2 separate regions of the Mus musculus genome follow, and region 1 is linked to region 2. A link is a contact called in public Micro-C data. All regions are on one chromosome and are shown on one strand. Each heading gives the region's core, a stretch centred on a gene start, on an enhancer-like site or on the middle of the called end of the contact. The rest is flanking DNA. Distances are from core to core; before and after follow the strand shown.

Region 1 (4,002 bases), core at 427-2,926, 370 kb before region 2:
TGCTCTTTTGGGGTCCTTGTGAGGAGACTGAATCACTAGTTCTCCAGAGGAACTGAAAATGTTCAGGAAATGATGCCAGGGACAGGGAAGACATGAACACTGACTACTATGATCCCAGCTTGACCAACCTCTGTGATGAAATCAAGAGAAGATGGAGACAGGAAACTGGGTGGCTGAGACAAGCCTTGACAATATGGGAAGGACTGGGCATTGTGCTGGACGTCTGTAGCCATAGCTGCATGGAAGACTAAGGCCAAAGGATCCCCTAAGCTCATGAATTTACAAGCAGCCTGGGAAACATATGGGGACCTGTCTGAAAGACAAAACCAAAGCAAAGATCCACAGTGGAGAGGAACTAGCTGTGGGAGAGCTGAACTGAACATCAGCGTGCATTGTGTCCATCCCTCCTCCTGAGTGTGTACGCCTGTGAAGAGACTGACAGAAATTCTGTATCTTGTCTCTGCTACTTCCAGGAACCTGGAGTGAGGGAACCTGGGAGAATGCTCAGGGTTTCTGAGGGCTGACAGAGCAGGAACACCCTGCTTTTTGAGGTCTGACCTTGGTGACAGTACAGACCACAGGGTTTGACAGTAAAGCCTTGGCAGACTTAAGAACCGAATCTTCATTGTTTAAGTTGGGACCTAGAGGGCTCAGGAAAGAAATCCATCCAAATTTGCTGAAACAATGGCTGGAGGAGAGTCAGGGAAAAGCCACATCCGTGACTTGGCCTCAGGGTCTTCAAACAGCACACTGAGACCAGCTGGGCCAGGTTTAAATTTTAATGACTGTTCAGGCCTAGGCCCCTCATTCACGCCGCTGTCGGGTCCACTGCTCTGGGGTCAGAGTTTTCTGCTCAAAGGCATGGATGTGCGGGAGCTCTTCGGCTAAGCACTCGTTCACCAGCCTGGAGCGAGAGAAGGGAATGGGAAATGAGCGGCCTCAGCTGGAGTGATGGGCTCCGAAGCTAGGGTGACCAAGGAGATCGGAGACGTCTCCAAGAAGTGGGGATTCAAGGAGAGGACAGGAATCCAATCACAAAGGCAGGAGCACCCTCGGGGCTATGGGTCACATCTCCGGGCTTTGGGAATGAGTTGGTCCCACCCATGGCGAGCGGATGCCCGGGCTGCCATCCGGAGCCTGAGGCTTGGCTGGGTGAGAGGCTGGCTCCCGGGGCTCACCGGTGTCTCTGGAGCAGTGGCTTTCCCTCGAACTTAGCCGACACCACCAGGACTCGGAAGCTGGTCGCGCAACGGTTCAGAGTCGTGTCCTCCACCTCCTAGCGGGCAGAAGACCCGGACGATGGAACACGCGCCCAGGAGTCCTTCCCCACCGCCCGCGACCTCTCAGCATCGCACTCACCACATGCTCTGCCTCCAGGTCCTGCCGCAGCTTCTCGCGGAGGTAATCGGCGCTGAGTTCCATAACCACAGCCCGGCGGGGCTACAGCCCAGCGTGCAAAGAACCTCGCCTCGGGTCCCGCCACCTCGCTTTCCGCCCTCACTGCAGCCACTTCCTCCACGCCGCTCACTTCCGCCCTTCCTAGGGCGGCTTCGAAGGCAGCACTTCCGCCTCCTGGCTCCCTTGAATTCCCAGCACTTGGGAGGTTTCCTCCCAACAGTTAGCCAATCCGAGCCGGACTGGAGGGCAGCCAGTCCTGCGGTTCCGCTTGCACACCCTCCTCCTGCCAGCAGGCGGCGCAGCAAGTCGCTCTGCCGGCTTTCCAGGAGTTTGCAGGACCATTCTCCCGTGCTTTTTCCTAAACCAAGGTTTTGCAGTCCTGGCTACCCAGCCCTTTCCGAGGTCCGAGGTCCCAGAAACCACCCCCAACTCTGGCCCTTCAACCCAGAAAGTCCGGATGGACCATGCAGCAAGACCCGGGCGCTTCTTCGGTGTCTACTTGCTCTACTGCCAGAACCCTCGGCATCGGGGCCGCGTTTACGTTGGATTCACTGTCAATCCTGCTCGTCGGGTCCGGCAACACAACGCGGGTCGCAAGAAAGGTGGAGCATGGCGGACCAGCGGGCGAGGACCCTGGTAAGAAGGCGCGGGTGTCTGGTCGGAAGGCTCCGCGTAGGAGGCGGGCCGCTAGGGCAAAGGAGTGACAGAGGCGGGACCGGTTTTTTTTTTTTTTTTTTTTTTAGATCTGGGGCGGTGCTGAGTCCCTGGCCTGCCACCAGAGCAAGCGTAGCAGCGAGGTGGCACCTTATGTATATCAACACTCTGCGATGGCTGGATTAAAATTTGTGATGCTTAATTGGATTACGAGTGCACAAGTTTAGGGCTGCTTTGTAACTCCACTACCAGGGTATCAGACGCCCTCTTCTAATCTCTGCACATACGTACCAAACATTCATGCACATAAATGGATTTAAGAAAAAAAAAAATCAGATACAAAAGCTATGCTATGCAATTAACCTAGGTCCTTATCTTAGGGTTACTATTTTTTAAAATAAAGATTTAAAGATCTATTTATTCATTTTATGTATATGAGTACAGTGTAGCTGCCTTTAGACACGCCAGAAGAGGGAATTGTATGCATCGCAGATGGTTGTGGGCCAGCACGTGGTGGCTGGGAGTTGAACTCATGACCTCTGGAAGAGCAGTCAGTGCTCTCAACCTCTGAGCCATCTCTGCAGCCCCCTAGGGTTACTATTGTTACTATTGTTACTATTGTTGTGATGAGTCACCAGGACCGAAAGCGTACTGGGGAGGAACGCGTTTATTTGGCTTACACTTCCATGTGAATGTGCTTTCATCTCCTCAGATGAAGGGGTGAGAGGAGAGCCGTACCCAAGCTGTGTGAATATATGGCTTGGGCTGAGCCAGAGCGTTTCTTTCTCTGTTCTAACTATCCCTAGGCCTACCCCTGGAAGCTTCTAACCTCTGTACAATCTATTCTTCCAAGATGGCTGATTCAATCCGGCTTCTCTCAGCTTTTGACTGAATTGCTCTGCTTGGCCTCATACTAGCCTTGACAATCTGTTCTAATCTTCTGGCTCCTTCTCATTCTCTGGCTCCTTTTGTCTTCACCGGTGTCTAGCTTGTTCTCTCTACAACCTGTCTCTGTAAAACTTCCCTGACCAAACTTCCATACACATACAGCCCTCCCTTCTCTCTGCTTTTTTTTTTTTTAAGAATTATTTTTTTATTTAATGTATATGAGTACACTGTTGTATCTTCAGACACACCAGAAGAGGGCATCAGATCCCATTACAGATGGTTGTGAGCCACCATGTGGTTTCTGGGATTTGAACTCAGGACCTCTGGAAGAGCAGTCGGGTGCTCTTACCCACTGAGCCATCTCACCAGCCCCCTCTCTCTGCTCTTAAGTAGCTTCTCTTTCCTGTGTTGTTTTCATGTAGGTTGGACATCTGCCCTTTAATTAGATGTCATTTTCAAACATGGCTGCGTCTACAAACTCACCTTACCTTCACTGTAGGGATGAAAGGGCGTGTCTGCGTTCCAGCAAATCATACTGTAGTCCAGGCCGTGTTGGCATTCCAGCCCCATCATATAGACCTGGGCCTTTGGATGTGATTCCTTACCAGAGCAGCCATGTTGCTGGATTAAAATTCCTCTATGTTTCCACTTCACGTTCATCGTTGGAGGAAGTCAGGACAGGAACTCAAACAAGAGCTGATGCAGAGGCGGTGGGACCCAAGGCCACCAACTCAGGGGCTGCACCACTCACAATGGCTGAGCCCTCCCACATCAGTTGTTAATCAGGAAAATGTTCTACAGGCTTGCATGTGTGTGTGTGTGTGTGTGTGTGTGTGTGTGTGTGTGTGTGTGTGTGTGTAGAGCCTGATCTTATGGAAGAATTTTCTCGATTGAGGTTCCCTCTTGTGTCAAGTTGACATAAAACTAGCCAGCACAGTGCCATCAACAGATGAGTGGGTGAAGAAAATGGGACATATACAAGATGCAGATTTTTAGGAACCTTTTATTTTTATGTGGTGTGTGTGTTTTAACTAAATCCTAAGTGCACTGAGCTCAGCAGTA
Region 2 (3,664 bases), core at 422-2,921:
CAGGAATGGCACTATTAGGAGGTGTGGGCCTGTTGGAGGCAGTGTGTCACTGTGGAAGTGGGCTTTGAGATCTTACATGCTCAAGCTAGGCCTAGCACGGCTTACAGTCTCTCCCTGGTGCCTGTGGATCCAAATGCAGAGCTCTCAGCTCCTTCTCCAGCACCATGTCTGCCTACGTGCTGCCATGCTTCTTGCTATGATGATAATGGACTAAACCTCTGAAACTGTAAGCCTGCCAGCCTCATTTAAATGTTTTCAGGGTTGAAGAGATGGCTCAGTGGTTAAGAGCACTGACTGCTCTTCCAGAGGTTCTGAGTCCAGTTCCCAGCAACCACATGGTGGCTCACAACCATCTGTAATGGGATCCGATGCCCTCTTCTGGTGTGTCTGAAGTCAGCTACAGTGTACTCATATACATTAAAAAAAAAAGCCTCATTTAAATGTTTTCCTTTAAGAGAGTTACTGTGGTCATGGTGTCTCCTTGTAGTAATAGAAAACAGGGGAATTCAAGGCTTGCCCTATCTTGGCACCACAGTTGGGAGGGGTCAGAGGGAGAGAGAAGACATCCTCACCTATGAACTATAAAGAGAGAGAACAGTCTCGTCTTAAACCTGCACGTGCTCATGAAATATTGTTCAACTTTGTTATCTACTTTGTTAAGGAGGTGAAGCAATGGGAGAGGGCAAGAAGGGAGAGCCCAAGAGGCCTATTAATGATCAGGCCACAGACCTGGTGGCTTCTTCAGAGAGCATTGTCACTTCTGTTTGTTGAATAAACACACTGGGACTGACTGTTCTTCCTCAGGCAGCAGTGTTTACTCCCCACCATCTTAAGTGGGCTCTACCGGTTAGCATTCCTTCTAGGCTCCGCCCCACAGTTACCTGGCAACAGCCAGGTGTGCCTAACTCACTGACTCAGTAAAAGGGGCTGCTTGCCCCCTCCTCACTCTCTTGCTCTCTCTTACTCTCAACCTCTTACTCTCTTCCCTCTCTGTCCCTTCTCTCCCCATTCCCCTCCCCCCTCCATGTGTTCATGGCTGGCCTCTTCCCTCTCCCTCTCCCTCTCCCTCTCCCTCTCCCTCTCCCTCTCCCTCTCCCTCTCCCTCTCCCTCCTCCTCCCCCTCCCCCCTCCCCCTCCCCCTCCTTCTCCCTCTCTCCCTTTCTCTGTCTCTACTCTGTCAGCTATACTCCCCATGCCCTGAATAAGCTCTATTCCATATTATATCCATCATATGGTTGGTCCCTCAGGGGGAAGGGATGCCTCAGCATGGGCCCGCAGAGGCACCCCCTTCAACCTCACCATACCTCACTCTACCAAACATATCCTGGTTCTTTCTTTTTTTTATAGAAAACACCATGTACCGACCACAGCCCTGCTTCCTGTCTCTATTTGTTTCCTGCTTTCCTTCTTCAAGGTTGTTCTTCCATCTCATGGTTATGTGACAAATTCAACAAATACCTTTTATTTTATTAACAAAAAATTTTGGCTGCTTGATTTCAAGGCTCAGTGTTTCCACTTATAGCCTTAGTTATCTTAAACTGTGCTGGCATTGAAGACCACAGAGTGGACCGATTTCAGAGCTGCATAGAATTTCACACAGTAACGTATTCTGTGCACACCCTCATCCAACTCTCACTGGCGGAGTGGATCCTATCTTGCGGGCACTGGAACCACAGAAGCAGAGGTGACTCCGCATGACAGAGCTACTCTGAAATCCTGTCATTTTGTAGATGAAGGCAGGGGCACGATCTGTTCCTCAGTGAAAGGACAATGGAGATCCTGTACGTTCTGGGAGAATTTATTCTCACCATGGTACTATTCACTGACTTTCCTTATGTACACAAACAGCTTCCCCTGATTGCTCAGTGGGGCAAAACCACATTACCAAAGAACCAGACTTCAAGTGCTCATCACCGTCCTGAAATTGGTTTAAGAGGTGGATGTTTATTTGTTTTTGTTTTTTCGAAGACAAGATTTGTTTGTGTAGCCTTGGCTGTCCTAGGACTCACTCTATAGACCAGAATGACCTTGAACTCACAGAGATCTGCCTGCCTCTGCCTCCCAAGTGGTGGGATTAAGGGCATGTGCTACCCACCTCCCCCCCCCCCCCCAAGGTGGACATTCTTTTTTGTTTGTTTGTTTGTTTTTGAGACAGGGTTTCTATGTATAGCCAACTCAGAAATCCACCTGCCTCTGCCTCCCAAGTGGTGGGATTAAAGGCATGCGCCACCACCACCCGGCTTTGGTGGACATTCTTAATACAGGAATTCCTGAGGTTAGATACTGTGATGGTTTAAAAATGCTTGACCCAGAAAGTGGCACTACTAGAAGGTGTGGTCTTGCTGGAGTAGGTATGACACTGTGGGTGTGGGCTTAAGACTCTCACCTTAGCTTCTTAGAAGTCAGTCTTCTACTAGCAGCCTTCAGATGAAGATGTAGAACTCTCAGCTCCTCCTACACTGTACCTGCTTAGATGCTGCCAATCTCCCATCCTGATGATAATGGACTGAACCTCTGAACCTGTAAGCCAGTCCCAAATGTACGTTGTACTTTATAAGACAACGTACTTGGTCATGATGTCTGTTCACAGCAGTAAAACCCTAACTAAGACAGATACCAAGTCACAAAAACCCTACCCACTTAGTGCTGTGGGAATGACCGCCATGACTACAGTAAAGACTCTTGCATGAAAGACACAGTAAATTATCAGCGAATCCATCTCCCCAACTCTGCACAGAACTATCTGGTGCAATAGGAATCTTTTAACTCTTTTTTTTTTTTTTTTTTTTTTTTTTTTTTTTTTTTTTTTTTTTTTTGGTTTTTCGAGACAGGGTTTCTCTGTATAGCCCTAGCTGTCCTGGAACTCACTTTGTAGACCAGGCTGGCCTCGAACTCAGAAATCCACCTGCCTCTGCCTCCCAAGTGCTGGGATTAAAGGCGTGCGCCACCACGCCCGGCGGAATCTTTTAACTCTTAATTCTACAACAGTCTCATGGAATATCTTTTGGCAATCTAATATTAATGCTATTAAAAACTAAAGGAATTCAAGTCCTTAACAATAAATGAAAACGGAGGAAAATTTATATACACACACACAAAGAAACCAAACCTCAGAGAAAAGATTGCATGCTTTAACAATGATGCCCTCTGGCCATGCTTTTGAAACTTCAATAATAAAACATAAATCAAAATAAAGTTTTCAGAAACTGAGAAGATGGCTGAGGGACTAAAGGGCGGGGACACTGAAGCCTGGTGACCTGAGTTTGGACCTTGGAATTCATGTGAAGGAGGAAGAAGAGAACCAACTCCATAAAGGTGCCCTTTGACCTCCATAGATGTAATGTGCGCGCACACACACACACACACACACACACACCTCTATTATACACAATAAAAGTAAATTAATTTAAAAAAAAGAAAGTTTCAGGGCTGGAGCCTGGAAAATAAGGTCTGTGTACTGGGGTGAGGGGGCGGGTAGAGCTGAAGCTAGTAGCCCAGGCTCCCTGAAGGCCAGAGGATCTAAGTGGGTTCTAGATGCCAACCACTGTTATACTACCGAGGCTTGGTTCTCTTTGATTGAATTGTCTGTGTCCTGGTCTTTTCCTCCTGGAATAAAAAGTATTCAACTTGTTACTTTATTTAACAGGAACCCACAGTTATGACA

Evidence for each region. A called contact is a pair of places that touch in the nucleus more often than the background predicts.
Region 1: a Micro-C map of embryonic stem cells shows a contact between it and region 2, with 2.0 times the contacts expected there. The contact joins the promoter of Slx1b here to the enhancer-like site in region 2. A contact is called at or near these places in 1 of 39 promoter capture datasets (maxillary cranial neural crest), 1 of 15 datasets of contacts at CTCF or cohesin (embryonic stem cells), 4 of 484 Hi-C or Micro-C datasets (B cells, CD4 T cells, cerebellum and 1 more), 1 of 115 datasets of contacts at active chromatin or transcription factors (embryonic stem cells) and 1 of 9 other capture datasets (embryonic stem cells).

What each region holds. Positions count from the first base shown.
Region 1 is chr7:126,693,457-126,697,458 of GRCm38.p6, reverse strand. It overlaps Slx1b (SLX1 structure-specific endonuclease subunit homolog B (S. cerevisiae)), which reads left to right and starts at 1,676. Exons shown (of 6, transcript NM_029420.4): 1 at 1,676-2,034. The coding sequence starts at 1,856. Bola2 (bolA-like 2 (E. coli)) reads right to left here and starts at 1,459. Exons shown (of 3, transcript NM_175103.3): 1 at 1,360-1,459; 2 at 1,179-1,276; 3 at 766-904. The coding sequence starts at 1,422. The coding sequence ends at 805.
Region 2 is chr7:126,328,103-126,331,766 of GRCm38.p6, reverse strand. No RefSeq gene overlaps it. Among named protein-coding and RNA genes, the nearest start is that of Gm30928, 22 kb to the left of the region's middle. Within about 2 kb of position 1,671, at least 39 of the 459 cell types and tissues checked have an H3K27ac peak or open chromatin away from gene starts, as enhancers often do. A contact at or near this core is called in embryonic stem cells, where this site is marked.